3 separate regions of the Mus musculus genome follow, and all the other regions are linked to region 2. A link is a contact called in public HiChIP or PLAC-seq data. All regions are on one chromosome and are shown on one strand. Each heading gives the region's core, a stretch centred on a gene start, on an enhancer-like site or on the middle of the called end of the contact. The rest is flanking DNA. Distances are from core to core; before and after follow the strand shown. Region 1 holds the start of Lefty2 (left-right determination factor 2). Region 2 holds the start of Degs1 (delta(4)-desaturase, sphingolipid 1). Region 3 holds the start of Lefty1 (left right determination factor 1).

Region 1 (4,672 bases), core at 815-3,314, 1.4 Mb before region 2:
ACACACACACACACACACACACACACACACACCCCAAAACCACACACACATCTTGCATGCATGATTTATTATGATTAGGGACAGATTTTTTTTTCTTTTCTTTGACGTGGTAGAGATCAAAACCAAGGACTTGCAAATGCTGTACTAGAGACTTAGACCCTTAGCCTTATCAGAGTTATTTCTGCTCCTCTCTTTTTTTTTTTTTTTGGGTTTTTTTTTGAGACAGGGTTTCTCTGTATAGCCCTGGCTGTCCTGGAACTCACTCTGTAGACCAGGCTGGCCTCGAACTCAGAAATTCTGCCTCTGCCCCTCGAGTGCTGGGATTAAAGGCGTGCGCCACCCTGCCCGGCAGTTATGTTCCTCTTCTAAGTTCTGAGCCCACCCACTTACTACTATAAATCTTCTACATATATTAATATGTACGTGAGAATGTGTACATATGTGTGCTCGTGCATGCACTCGTGTGTGTGTGTGTGTGTGTGTGTGTGTGTGTGTGTGTGTGTGTTTGGGCTGTTACCCAGAGCCCTTGAACCTGAGAGGGTTTTCTCTGCTCTCAGGGTTGTTTGAGAAAGGTAGAACACAGCGCATACACACCCAGGGGCCAGTGTCCTCCTGGGAAGGCAGAGAGGTGATCCCTGTCCACCAGGCCCTTTGGCCCTTAAGCTCCTCTGTGGCCATTGTTCACCTCTCATTGGCTACAGGAAAGGTTTCCTTCTGCACACACTTAGACCTCTGAGCCAGAGAGGCCTTAGGGGGCAGATGCAAATATCTGTATCGCAAGGTCTCCTCTAACTGCATACTGTGACAGGACAGGTGACTTTGTCCTGTAGTGAGCTGACCAGCATCTGAAAGATGCACTTGCAGCTAAAACCTGCCTCGTAAGGGCTGTGTGGAACCCTACTCCCAGCTTGGGATGGGGCCTGGCACACATGATCACTCATACGATGGATGTCTGCTGAGGATGTATCTTGCATGCGCATATGTTATGTATTTGTTTTGAGACAGGGTCTTCTGTCATTGTCAACTGCTCCTTTAGATAATAAAAACACAAGGCATTGAGAATTTATAAAATTTACCAAGTATCAAGACCCAGCTGTTGTAAACTGGGAGCTAGAAGAAGTAGGGCCAGTCAGGTGCCTGCAGCTGTGGACTGGACATGTTTCCAGGCAGATTTGGCCTCTGGATGGTTTCTGTCTCTAAGTCTGTGGTATGAGCAAGACACAAGCCTGAGCGCTTGTGGTATGAGCCTAGTGGGCGAGCCCTCCCAGAAGGAGTTGCTGTCTGAAGAGGCACATTCTGTGGCACTCTGAGAGCAGAGAGACATGCGCAGTCTTCATGTTTCCTGAGACTATGCTAGCAAAATCTCTAGTTAGCGGCATCTGTCTTCCTCTGGCATGGGAGGGGTGGGGTGTGATGAGGACCGTGACGAACCTGGACAGACCCGTGGGGGTACTGAAGGATGTATACGGTTCCTTTGACTCCGGGGTATCTGTGGAATTGACCAGAGACAGCTGGAATACAGGACTCTGCCCCTCTTTGTTCCTCCACGGACAAATCTAGACCTCCACTGGCCCATGGAGAATCTTCCAGAGTCTTAAACAGGTCTGGCATAGTGATACACAGCTGTAGTTCTAGCATGCAGAGGATGATGGGAGGAGGATTATCACAAGTTTGGGGTCCGCCTGACCTAGAGTCGTTTCTGAAGAATTCAGCCCAGCCATGGCTATGCAGGTAATATAGTACTTCAACAACTGGTGAAAGAGTCTCTCTGTTTTTTGCCCCGAGGAATTCTCTATCCCACAAAACAGACGGTGATATTATCAGATAATTCCAACAAGAGCGAACAGTATCGTTGAGAGGCAGTGACCCCACAGACAGAAATCTCAGTCCGTGTGTCTTCCAGACAGCTCTCTGTGTCCTTTCTTAGACAGCCCCTCCTCAGGGCGCAGGGGCTTGTCTCATGCTGAGTTCCCAGGAGGTCCCAGGGGTGTGACCTTTCTTGTCCTTCCTCCCTGCCCCCCACCCCAGGGCCAACTATAAAGAAGGCCAGTGCCAGCCCTCAGCAGACCGTCTAGGTCCCAAGAACTTTTCAGGGCACTTTTAGGGACGCATATATCCACGATTCCTCCTGGGCAGCGCCATGAAGTCCCTGTGGCTTTGCTGGGCACTCTGGGTACTGCCCCTGGCTGGCCCTGGGGCAGCGATGACCGAGGAACAGGTCCTGAGCAGTCTACTGCAGCAGCTGCAGCTCAGCCAGGCCCCCACCCTGGACAGCGCGGATGTGGAGGAGATGGCCATCCCTACCCACGTGAGGTCCCAGTATGTGGCCCTGCTGCAGGGAAGTCACGCTGACCGCTCCCGAGGCAAGAGGTTCAGCCAGAATTTTCGAGGTGAGCTCTTCCTGCTGTCCCTGGTCTCTAGACAGGGCAGACTGACCATGCCCACTCTGGTGATGTAGACCCTTTCTTTGTGTGTGTGTTGAGAGGTGTGACCAAGTCCTCAGGACTCTCAAGGCCAGGAGGAGATATACATCAGGCTGGAGTGACTGACAAGACCCAGACTCAGAGAAGAATAGAGCAGGGCAAAACAGGATCATAGGGTATGGGTAGGTGTAGCAAGGACCCAGTTCTTCTGGAGACAGTAGTGTGACTTCTGGGGTGACTATCTAGGACCATCTGGGACAGTGGCCAACTGTGTCTTGTGCTATGAACACTGAAGTAAATTACTGGTTGAAGCTACTTTGGGTTAAAAGCAAACAAAACGTCCAGTATTCTGAGAACAGTATAGCCCGCTAGTGAGATGCAGGAGCCTAAATGGAGCCTCTCCCCGTTAGGGCTGGGATCAGAAAGAAAGCCAGATCCATGACCCGGCTTCTATAAGGACCCTACTCTCTTCAGCTTCATTACTTCTGGATCCCAAAGCTCTTTGTGCTTGCTTGGGGAGGTTTAGTGAACAAGCTCTTGCTGGAGATTTTAAAAAGGCACAGAACTGTAACGGCTCTGTCCTGGCCTCCTTCAAGTACAGTGGCTCTGCCATCCTAGAGGTCTTGTGATACCTGGAGAGGCCCGGCTGACTCTGTCCTTGTCCACAGAGGTGGCAGGCAGGTTCCTGATGTCAGAGACCTCCACTCACCTGCTAGTGTTCGGAATGGAGCAGCGGCTGCCGCCTAACAGCGAGCTGGTGCAGGCTGTGCTGCGGCTGTTCCAGGAGCCTGTGCCCAGAACAGCTCTCCGGAGGTTTGAGAGGCTGTCCCCACACAGTGCCCGGGCTCGGGTCACCATTGAATGGCTGAGAGTCCGTGAGGATGGCTCCAATCGCACTGCCCTCATCGACTCTAGGTAGGGGATGCTGCTGGATGCTGTTGTTGCTGATGTGTGTGTGCGCGCACGTGCGCGCGTGTGTTGGGGGAGTTGGGAAGTGAGGGACTCGCCCATGCAGGGGGAGGGGAGCAGCAGATGATAGGGATGGGTACCGGACGGGACAGACTCCTCCTTCAGGGCCTCCCTAACAGCCTGCCAGTCCCCTTGCCTGACGCGCACTGCTGTGTCTCAGGCTCGTGTCCATCCACGAGAGCGGCTGGAAGGCCTTCGACGTGACCGAGGCCGTGAACTTCTGGCAGCAGCTGAGCCGGCCGAGGCAGCCGCTGCTGCTCCAGGTGTCGGTGCAGAGGGAGCATCTGGGGCCGGGGACCTGGAGCGCACACAAGTTGGTCCGTTTCGCGGCGCAGGGGACGCCGGACGGCAAGGGGCAGGGCGAGCCACAGCTGGAGCTGCACACGCTGGACCTCAAGGACTACGGGTAGGCTGGAGGTTGGGTGGCTAGGGATGCAATAGACCCGGTCCTCCTCCCTCTCTGCCCCCAGCCGCGCCGAGATTTTGTACCAGCTTAGGTGTGAACTGTGTAGGCTGCCCCGGGAGATGAGCCATTCCTACCTATAATACTTTCTAGCGGTGCGTTTAGAAATGGTATTATAATATTGAATTATAACATTCTATTTCCACTGTCCCCTTCAAGAGTAAGTCTTTGAAGATTTTTAGCTTCAAGCCAGGCATTGGTGGCACATGCTTTTAATCCCACACTTGGAAGGGAGAGGCAGGCAGATCCCCGAGTTCGAGGCCAGTCTGGTCTATAAAGGATAGCTAAAGCTACACACAGAGACATCCTATTTCAAAAAACCCAAACCAAACCAAACCAAACAACCAACCACTAAAAACAGAACAAACAACAACAAAACCCATCTTATTAGGCATATACTTTAAACATTTGTATTTGCTACTATTGCGCATGTGTGTCCGTGTGTACACACTGTGTTCTACTCTGTCACCTTTATATGAGTTCCAGGGATCCAATCCAGCCCAGGTCATCAGTTTTGCATGGCAAGCTCTTTACCTGCTAAGCTACCTTGCCTCCCCTGCATATACTCTTTGTTGTTGTTAAAAATTCTTTATTTTGGGGGAATTTTATTCATATATACAATGTATCTTTATCATAGCATTCTCTACTCCCCATCTTGCTCCTCCTGATAAGCATTATAGTGTGTGTGTGTATAGGGGTGTGTGTGTGTGCATATATGTGGTATGTGTGTTGTGTGAAGTATGTGTGCATGTGTATATGTGTGGTATGTGTGGTGCATGTGGAATGTGTGGTGTATGTGTGTGTGGTGTGCATGTGT
Region 2 (4,710 bases), core at 2,151-4,650:
ACCGGTGGTGATCCATGTGGTATCTCTTAAAGGAAATCGAGTATGGCACTCCGAGAGAGAGGTTAGCAAACATTCCAAACCAGCGGTTCCACAGGGCCTTGTGGTGGCCAAAGGGGAAATTGTGGGAAATCTCATGGATAGCCAGAGTCATGGAGTGGTTAAGGCAGCTGCCAAAGACATAGGACCAAAATATGACCCATTTCCAGTCCAAATCTTTGACTAAGTAAAATGAAGCCAGCTGGACGAGAAGCATCATGGCTACAATCCAGATCAGATTGTGGTCAGGTTTCATCAAGGACTTGATCTCTGGATACTTTGCTGCAAGAAAAAATAAATAAATAAATAAATAAATAAATAAAGGAAATGAGAAAGAAAAGCAAACCATAGTTCAGCAACTATAATTAATACACTCAGATTAATGCAATTAGATTTTTCCCTTTTCTAAGTTATAATTCTCCCCCTGACAGACTTTATGAGATATTTATTTTCTAAAGGGAAAGACTATGTTCTGGTAATGAAGTCACAAAATAGCATGATACAACAGTTTATGCACGAAGAATTAATCTGGACAGTCCACATTCTTTTACACTAAAAGAATTACGTTTACGTTTAGACAAAGCCTGCACATATTTTCTTTTAAGATTTATTTGATTATTTATTTACTTTATATGTTTGAGTGTTCTGCCTGCATGTATGTTTGTGAGCCATGTGGTGCTTTGGTGCCTGCAGAGATCGGAAGAGGGAATGGAATCCCCCTAGAGCTGGTTACAGTTAGTTGTGCGCAACCATGTACCACTGGGAACTGAGCCTGTGTCCTCTGCCAGAGCCAACAAGTGCTCTTGTGCCCTTAGCCACTGAGCCATCTCTGTAAGCCAAGCTCTGGCACGTTTACCGTATATAACCATGAAGTTAGCTCAGCTGACACAGGAAAGAACGTAACATTTGTTCCATAGGATCTCTAAATCACAAAAACTCTCATTTCCACGGTTCTTTTGGACCAAGCTTCCTCCAGGGAATTCTGTTTTGAATCTTCACCACACTTTAAAAAAAACACCTGGGCATCGTGACACACATAACCTCAGCCCTCAGGAGGCTGAGGTAGTTAGTAAATTCCAGGCCAGTCTGGACTACATGGTAAGATCCTGTCTCAGAAAAGGAAACAAGGCAAAAACAAACTCCCCAAACCCAATAGTCTAAGGGCCTCATATCACCAGAGGAGAGGTTAAGTGCTGAGACGAGCAAGAGCTTAGCCACGTGAGCTTTCAAGCCAGCGAGCCTGGCATGCCCAGCAGAGGCAGAAACAAGAGAGGACGAGATGGAAAGACAGCACACTCCTGACAGCCACAGTGCACACTGTGGCGTGTGTGCACGCACATGCACTTGTGGGGGCACACCCACACGCCCACGTACCCAAAGGCAGGTAACAACTAGGTTGTGGAGAAACCAGAATCTTCATACACTGCCTGATGAGTATGTAAAATGGTTTAGACTGTCTGACATTCAACCAAAATGCTAAAGAAAGAACGGCCAGCAACCCCCAAACGAAAACGAATCCATGCCCTGTACATGAACATTCAAAGGAACACTATTAAAAACAGCTGAGAGGGGGTATCAGCTCAAATGTCTATCAAAGGAATGTTAAGCAAAATGTGGTATCACCGCACATATTAAAGGGTTGGACCCCAGCTGGCAGATCTGGTCACAGTGAGGATCCTGAATGTTCTGACCTTATCAACATATTAACCCCTCAAAGGACTCAGAATAAAAGGCATAGGAGGAGGTGTGCACTGAAAGCAGGCCCCAAAGGACGTTTCCATTTGCCCCCCAGCTTCCAGGCTGACATGAGGGGGATCAGCTTTTTTCCTTCAAACCCCTCTGGCATGATTTCACCAGACACCTCCCCCTTCCCCCCTCCCCACACACCCAAAAGCACCGGTGAGCACCGATAAGCCAGCAGCCAAAGGCCTCCCTCCCTCCCTGGAGCAGCAGACATTTATCACCGTAATGAGGCAGAGGCAATGACTATACGGAAACCCCAGAGCCCAAAGCACCTGACAGCACAGCTGGTGATAATGACTGAGGCTCACTCAATTTAAGTTCCAGGTCAGAAGTCAGGGGTGCAGCTCAATGGTAGAGAACTTACTAGCACCAGGGATCCCCTGAACGTGAATTCCACTAGAAAAATAAAGTCCATTTGAACGGCAGCTAGTCACTCTGATTTGCGAAACAAGTAATGTCTAAGTTTAGCAACTACTGCAGAAACCAGGGCCTCGCCGCCCCCTCCCCCATTAGGCAAATATTTTTAAGAAAGAGTGTGAAAATGGTGGATATGAGGCAGTTCCTCATATTAAAAGGCCTTTCATTGATTCTCTCAATTAAATCAAAACAAACAAACTAAAACAACTTTCTATATCTAGCACCAAGAAAAGAAAAAAGGCAGACTCTTTGGCTGCAGTCTAATTATGAAGATGTTGGAATCTTCTTAAACATTACTTCATCTTTTAAAATGCCGGCTCAGGCAAAGTACTGGAAAGGAAAAATTGAACTGGTTCATATATGCAAAGCTCATACCCAACAATTTGTCCTTATTCTTAAGAGCAGCCTACGTGGGATAAGAGACCTCTCTATCTCACGTGGAAACCCCCCCTCCGCCCCCCATACTCTCCTAAATCAGGCCTAGCCTGTCCTAAGGTCCGGGAGGCTAAGCTGCGCGCCTTTCCTATGCAGCCGGTCCCGCAGATCACTGGAATAAAAACTCACAGGAGCCATCCGGTCTGGGAAGCCTAGGGTCACCCGAACCTGGTCCCCCGCTAGGCCTGCAGCTGACTGGACCACGTGATTGAGGCTCCCGGGGCCGGGGATGCCCCTGGACCACGCCCTGAGCCAAGCAGGCGTCCGGGCTCGAGCCTACCGCTCCACCAGGAGCGGGGGTCACCCTCGACTGTCGGAGCAGGAGGGGCGAGTCCGGATCGCCCTACCTGGGGACCCTCAGCTCACAGGCCGGCGGAGGCCTCCAACACATGACCATCGAAGGGCTAGCAGCGAGCGGCGGCGCGCTGATCCCTCATCCCTCGGTTCTCCCGCCCGCCCGGAGCCCGCGCCGGCGGCCAAGCAGCGGAGCGGCTGGAAGGGGCCGCGGAGGCCGCGCTCGCACGGCGCGCACGGGAGGCCGCTCAGGGCCCGCACGCGGCCACGCGCACATAACGGGGTCCAGTCTTCACCTAAGATCTCCTTGCGCCGGGCGGCGTGGGGCTGGTCCGTGTAGACCCATTCGAACTCCTCTCGGGACACGCGGCTACCCATGGCTGCGGCCTGTGGACCCGCTCTGCCTCCGGCTCGTGTCCGGACGGCGGCAGCTCGAGGCCCGGCTCTAGTCGATAAGCCGCGGGGACGCGGGCAGAGGCGGGGCCTCAGGCCACGCCCCGCAATGACCACGCCCCTCGTGGGAGGCGATGGGCGGGACCTGGGTCGGCAGCCAAGAACCTTGTAGGCTCACGAAGCCTGGGAAAAGGTGAAAAGAGAAGGAAAGATTTGCGGCTGGATAAGGCTCTCGCTTTAGCGCCTCAGTGGGTGGAGTACATGGGGTGGCTACCTCTCCTTGAGTTCGGAAGATCACTGGCTTTGATTAAGTGGCAACGAGCCCATATTTCGCTTAACTTTTAATAGCAAATTATCTGTCGAGCCCTGTTTGGTTGCCTTCTGGAACTAAAACCTCCAGAGATTTGGAGTGTGTGGCAACTAAAATCTAATTTTTAAAAAAGTTTTTTTTTTCTCTTTGCTTTTCTCTCCCCTCTCTCCCGTCTTCGCCCCTCCTCACCCCTCCCGCCCCATATGTTTGCTTTTGTTTCTTGAAGTAGGTTCTCACTACCTAGCCTAGGTTATCCTCCAGCCGGTGGGCCTGCCCTTGCCTCCCAGTGGAATTTCAGACTTGTCTGAACAATGCAGTAAAGAAAAGGGAAGGGAGAGATGGGGTGGAGTTGGTGGTTCTGATGTTTCCCTACACTAATGGTTGCTCAATCATGCATCTTCCCGTGTCACAGAAGTGATCACCCGCAACTTCCTGTGGGAGGCAGGGGAGATTTGATTTCAAAATGCCTATCATTTCTTCACTTACGAGGTTTAGGGATTAGAGGTGTGGCACAGAGTTGGAGCACGGGCCGAGCAGGTGGATGGACTAAGAGCCCTGGCTTCTCCGTGGAGCCTGGAAGTGAAAGGAACTGCTAATTAAGATTAAGATTACAGGATTAGGGATTAGCAGACCAGATGACTTTCCTAAAGAAGCCAAGTGGTCATGAGTATAAATCAGACACAGACACACACCACTGCACATGCATACCACAACGGGAGAGGTGGGGACACAGAGAGACAGACATCCAAGTCTGACAAGTCTTGGAAGTACAACTGCTCATGTATAGAAAACTACAAACTACAGAGGAATCTGCTAAACTATGGGATACCATCAGCAAGATCTCACTGTAGGAAACGATATGGGAATTTTGTGTTCTCTAATAAAGGAGAAAAAAAAAACCAACAAATTAACAGGGACTTAAAGGATAAACTAGCCAGCTGTGATGTATCAGTCTTATTTATTCTGAAGGGTTAAAATGATGTGATGTTATTTAAAGATCTATCTATCTGGGTGCAGTTGCTTTCAGAGGCCAGAAAAGGGTGTCAGATCCCTTGGAGCTGAGTTACATGCCGTTGAAAGAC
Region 3 (4,561 bases), core at 408-2,907, 1.3 Mb before region 2:
GGGGCCAGACTGCCCATGGCACCTGGGCTGGCCTTGGAGTACTTGCTAAGAGAACACAAAGTGTCTGCTCTGCTCAGTGAGGGCATCCTAGACACCAGGAGCTAGCCTGCAAAGACTGTCCTGGACTTTAGCTTCCCTGACCTCAGAGGCCCTTGGGTCTGATCCTATGCCTAATGTTAGCCATACACTTAACTCTGCAAGTCCCAAGATGACTTCTGTTCCCATTGCAGTGTTTGCCCCAGCAGCCCAACCTCTGTTTGGAGACAGAGAGTGGTAGGAAACACCAGGCTTCTTTTCTTACTTAGCCCTCATTTCCCTCGTGATTGGGCCACTGACCACCCCTGGGTCCTTTACACTGGTCTCGAGCCAAGAAAGGCAGCGCATCGTGTCAGAAGCTGCAGACTTCATTCCAGGGCCCCCCTCTCCTGGTTTGGGGCCTGCTTTCCAATCTCAAGCCTGACCTGGGTCAGACCTGGGCAGGAGCCATGGGGAAGGCAGCTGCTCTTCTGCATAACAAAGGGTGGCCCTGCTGGAGAGCCAGGGAACACACCAGGGACGAGTCTTACAATCCACTATGGTTTCTTCATCTATCCCCCGACTAAGATTGTCTGAATCTGCAAATAAAACCTCTAGATACTGGTGTAATGCAAATCCCAGGTAAACAGTGACTGATATATTGTGTAACCAAGTCCCAGATTCAGTACGGGTTTTATTTGGCAGCCCTACCCCTGGCAGCTTGCTCAATTTTATTTCTCCAGCGCACAAAGCCACAAATTCACACTCGGGTATCCCAGCTGTGTCTTGGAGAAGGCTTAGCATATTACTGGTGTATAGCCACACACCCTTGTCCCCACCCCAGCCACATGCCCCTGTCCCCAACCCAGCCACACACCCTGTCCCCACCCCAGACACACACCCCTGGGCAGGACTTAGCAGAAAATAATTGGAGCTGTGGAAAGCCCTTCGTGGGCACCGATCTTAACTATGTTGCCCCTCGTCTGAGCCGATGTACTCTGGCTCAGAGATTGGGATGGGGTAGATTTTCAATTCTCCTACAGCAAGAAAGGGAAAGGATAGGTTGCTCATTGGCGAGTCCCAGGCTTTGCAACCAAGGAAGGTCCCCCAGCCCCCAAAGTGGAGAAGCCTCACTCTTATCAGCCCTAGAAAAGTCTTTTGCACACCTGGGAAGCAAGTCAGTTGGAGAGCCCAGGTGTTGATTGACATCTGGTTCTCTCCAGGGTTTAGAAGCAGTGATGGACAAGACTACAGGTGCACATTCCAGACACTGGGAGCAGGCATCCAGCAGAGAACGTGAGACCTCCGCGTCGTCTCCAGGACCCACCTTCCATCCCATGCTGGGATTGAATTTAGGGCTTCACGTGTGCAGGGCCGGTGCTGCTCTACCACTGAGCTATTACCACCCCTGTCCTGAATGTCCTAATTGGTCAGACACCCTTAAGTCAATGGTGAAGTATATGGCTAACAGACAGCGGTGACCAGATGTTCTCAGTCCAGACAGGCTTTTGTGTCCTTTCTAGACAGCCCCTCCTCAGGACTCAGGGGCTTGTTTCATGCTGAGCTCCCAGGAGGTCCCAGGGGTGTGACCTCTCTTCTTCCTCCCTGCCCCCCACCCCAGGACCAGCTATAAAGCTGTTCCGTACCGTACCATTCCTCCGCAGACTCAAGACCCTTTCAGGACACCTCAGGGACACACACATCCAAGGCTCCTCTTCCCGGACAGCACCATGCCATTCCTGTGGCTCTGCTGGGCACTCTGGGCACTGTCGCTGGTTAGCCTCAGGGAAGCCCTGACCGGAGAGCAGATCCTGGGCAGCCTGCTGCAACAGCTGCAGCTCGATCAACCGCCAGTCCTGGACAAGGCTGATGTGGAAGGGATGGTCATCCCCTCGCACGTGAGGACTCAGTATGTGGCCCTGCTACAACACAGCCATGCCAGCCGCTCCCGAGGCAAGAGGTTCAGCCAGAACCTTCGAGGTGAGCCCTCCCCTGTTGTCCTTGGTCTCTAGGAAAGGCCGGCTGATCATGCCTTCCTTCCACCTGTGGTGTGTATGGACCCTTGCCTTGTGGTGCTCAGAGTCAGTCATGGGGGTGGGGGGCACAGGGTGAGGCGGATGTTAGAGGGGAGAAGATCTGGGAGGGTGGGCACTGGGGATCTGGCTGTGCACTGAAGGAGTCTCAGGATGGGAAAAGCGGGGCTGTGCTTGCTGGTAAATTAAGGAGCAGAGAAGAGGGAGGAGAGTGGAAGAAAACAGAACCCCTGGAGCAGTCAGGGCCAGGTAGAACTTCCTGGGGTCACTGCCTGGACGAGTGGCTGACTATGTCTTGCCATGGACAGAGAACAGTGGCTGGGTAGAGGCAGCCCTGGGTGACAGAATTTGGGAGAGAGAGAGAGAGAGAGAGAGAGAGAGAGAGATTGAGAGAGAGAACAGGTATCCAGCTGTCAAGTAGCAAAGGCCTGTGTGGTGGTGTAGCATTTTCCAGCTGGAAGCAGCCCTCATGGGCACAGCCACATCCATAAACTTACTGTCCTGTGGTACCTAGGCCTGGAGATAGAAGGATGCTGGTTCTGAACAGGCAGGCAAGGGAGATGTCTGCTGAGGATAGGTGTGGCTGGCCTCTCAGGTAACCAACCACTCTGCTATCCCAGAGAGTGAGCACACTGGCTGGAGCCATTTAGGAAGGTGACAACTCCCTGAACACTTGCCCCAGGGTTCAGCAGTCCTGACAAGGATATTCACAGACTCCTGTTCCACTGAACGGAACCCCTCACAAATGCATCTGTCTCTTAAGAAAGGCACCTCGGGCTGGGCTTCTTTTCTCTAGTCTCTGCAGCCTGATTCTGTATTCCTCCCCCAATCCTCTCCTAAAACCTTCCAGAAAGAAGCCAGCATTGCCACGCTCTGGAACCCCTCCAGCTCCTTTCTTGCACAGGGTTCCAAAGTCACCACTAAGTGTGCAAGAGTTAGCATTCAGGGCCTCATTGCAAACTTTATAATTCCTGAGTAGAAAGAAAGACTTCTTTTTCATGTTGTTCATGGGCTTCCTGCTTACAACTCTCCCTGAGGATTTTTAAGGAATCTTGGCCATTGGTCTTGGGTCTTGCCACCCTGGAAGTTATCTGGTACTTGTAGAGGCCCGGCTGACTCTGTCCTTGTCCACAGAGGTGGCAGGCAGGTTCCTGGTGTCAGAGACCTCCACTCACCTGCTAGTGTTCGGAATGGAGCAGCGGCTGCCGCCTAACAGCGAGCTGGTGCAGGCTGTGCTGCGGCTGTTCCAGGAGCCTGTGCCCAGAACAGCTCTCCGGAGGCAAAAGAGGCTGTCCCCACACAGTGCCCGGGCTCGGGTCACCATTGAATGGCTGCGCTTCCGCGACGACGGCTCCAACCGCACTGCCCTTATCGATTCTAGGTATAGTCTCTCTCTCTCTCTCTCTCTCTCTCTCTCTCTCTCTCTCTCTCTCTCTCTCTCTCTCTCTCGAGAGTTGGGAAGTGAGGGACTCGCCCATGCAGGGGGAGGGGAGCAGCAGATGATAGGGGTGTGTACCAGACGGGACAGACTCCTCCTCCAGGGCCTCCCTAACAGCCTGCCAGTCCCCTCGCCTGACGCGCACTGCTGTGTCTCAGGCTCGTGTCCATCCACGAGAGCGGCTGGAAGGCCTTCGACGTGACCGAGGCCGTGAACTTCTGGCAGCAGCTGAGCCGGCCGAGGCAGCCGCTGCTGCTCCAGGTGTCGGTGCAGAGGGAGCATCTGGGGCCGGGAACCTGGAGCTCACACAAGTTGGTTCGTTTCGCGGCGCAGGGGACGCCGGATGGCAAGGGGCAGGGCGAGCCACAGCTGGAGCTGCACACGCTGGACCTCAAGGACTATGGGTAAGCATTGTGGGCTAAGTTGATAAGCGAAATTGAGAGACAAATGGGGACTTTGACTTAACTGTGAAATGACAAAATTTCAGAATGTGAGAATATTTAGAAAAGGCTTCCTCTGACTGTTATGAAACTCTCAATAAATAGTATTTATTTAGTTCTTAGGTGTCCATCCCCATAAATATCCAATATTCAGTTGTTTCCTTTGCTACGGCAGTGGGTTTGAAATCTAGGCCAGAAAATTCCTAATAAGCTACACACCCAGCCCAGTTCTTCAATACTCGAAGAACTAGATCTTACATCTCTCCCAGATGCTCCTGACCCCTGCCCTGTCAGGTGACCTTTGCTCTCTCACCCCTACAGAGCTCAAGGCAATTGTGACCCCGAGGCACCAGTGACTGAAGGCACCCGATGCTGTCGCCAGGAGATGTACCTGGACCTGCAGGGGATGAAGTGGGCCGAGAACTGGATCCTAGAACCGCCAGGGTTCCTGACATATGAATGTGTGGGCAGCTGCCTGCAGCTACCGGAGTCCCTGACCAGCAGGTGGCCATTTCTGGGGCCTCGGCAGTGTGTCGCCTCAGAGATGACCTCCCTGCCCATGATTGTCAGCGTGAAGGAGGGAGGCAGGACCAGGCCTCAAGTGGTCAGCCTGCCCAACATGAGGGTGCAGACCT

Evidence for each region. HiChIP or PLAC-seq counts read pairs in DNA pulled down with a chosen protein or histone mark.
Region 1: a contact with region 2 is called in an H3K27ac HiChIP or PLAC-seq map of embryonic stem cells, with 2.3 times the contacts expected there. The contact joins the promoter of Lefty2 here to the promoter of Degs1 in region 2.
Region 3: an H3K27ac HiChIP or PLAC-seq map of embryonic stem cells shows a contact between it and region 2, with 7 times the contacts expected there. The contact joins the promoter of Lefty1 here to the promoter of Degs1 in region 2. A contact is called at or near these places in 1 of 39 promoter capture datasets (hippocampal neurons) and 1 of 115 datasets of contacts at active chromatin or transcription factors (embryonic stem cells).

Annotation. Positions count from the first base shown.
Region 1 is chr1:180,891,044-180,895,715 of GRCm38.p6, forward strand. Lefty2 (left-right determination factor 2) reads left to right here and starts at 2,065. Exons shown (of 4, transcript NM_177099.4): 1 at 2,065-2,390; 2 at 3,092-3,338; 3 at 3,553-3,798. The coding sequence starts at 2,141.
Region 2 is chr1:182,279,401-182,284,110 of GRCm38.p6, forward strand. Degs1 (delta(4)-desaturase, sphingolipid 1) reads right to left here and starts at 3,401. Exons shown (of 3, transcript NM_007853.5): 1 at 3,222-3,401; 2 at 1-318. The coding sequence starts at 3,303.
Region 3 is chr1:180,933,365-180,937,925 of GRCm38.p6, forward strand. It overlaps Lefty1 (left right determination factor 1), which reads left to right and starts at 1,658. Exons shown (of 4, transcript NM_010094.4): 1 at 1,658-1,995; 2 at 3,183-3,429; 3 at 3,645-3,890; 4 at 4,248-4,561. The coding sequence starts at 1,746. Gm39715 (a long non-coding RNA gene) reads right to left here and starts at 4,334. Exons shown (of 3, transcript XR_865785.2): 1 at 3,224-4,334.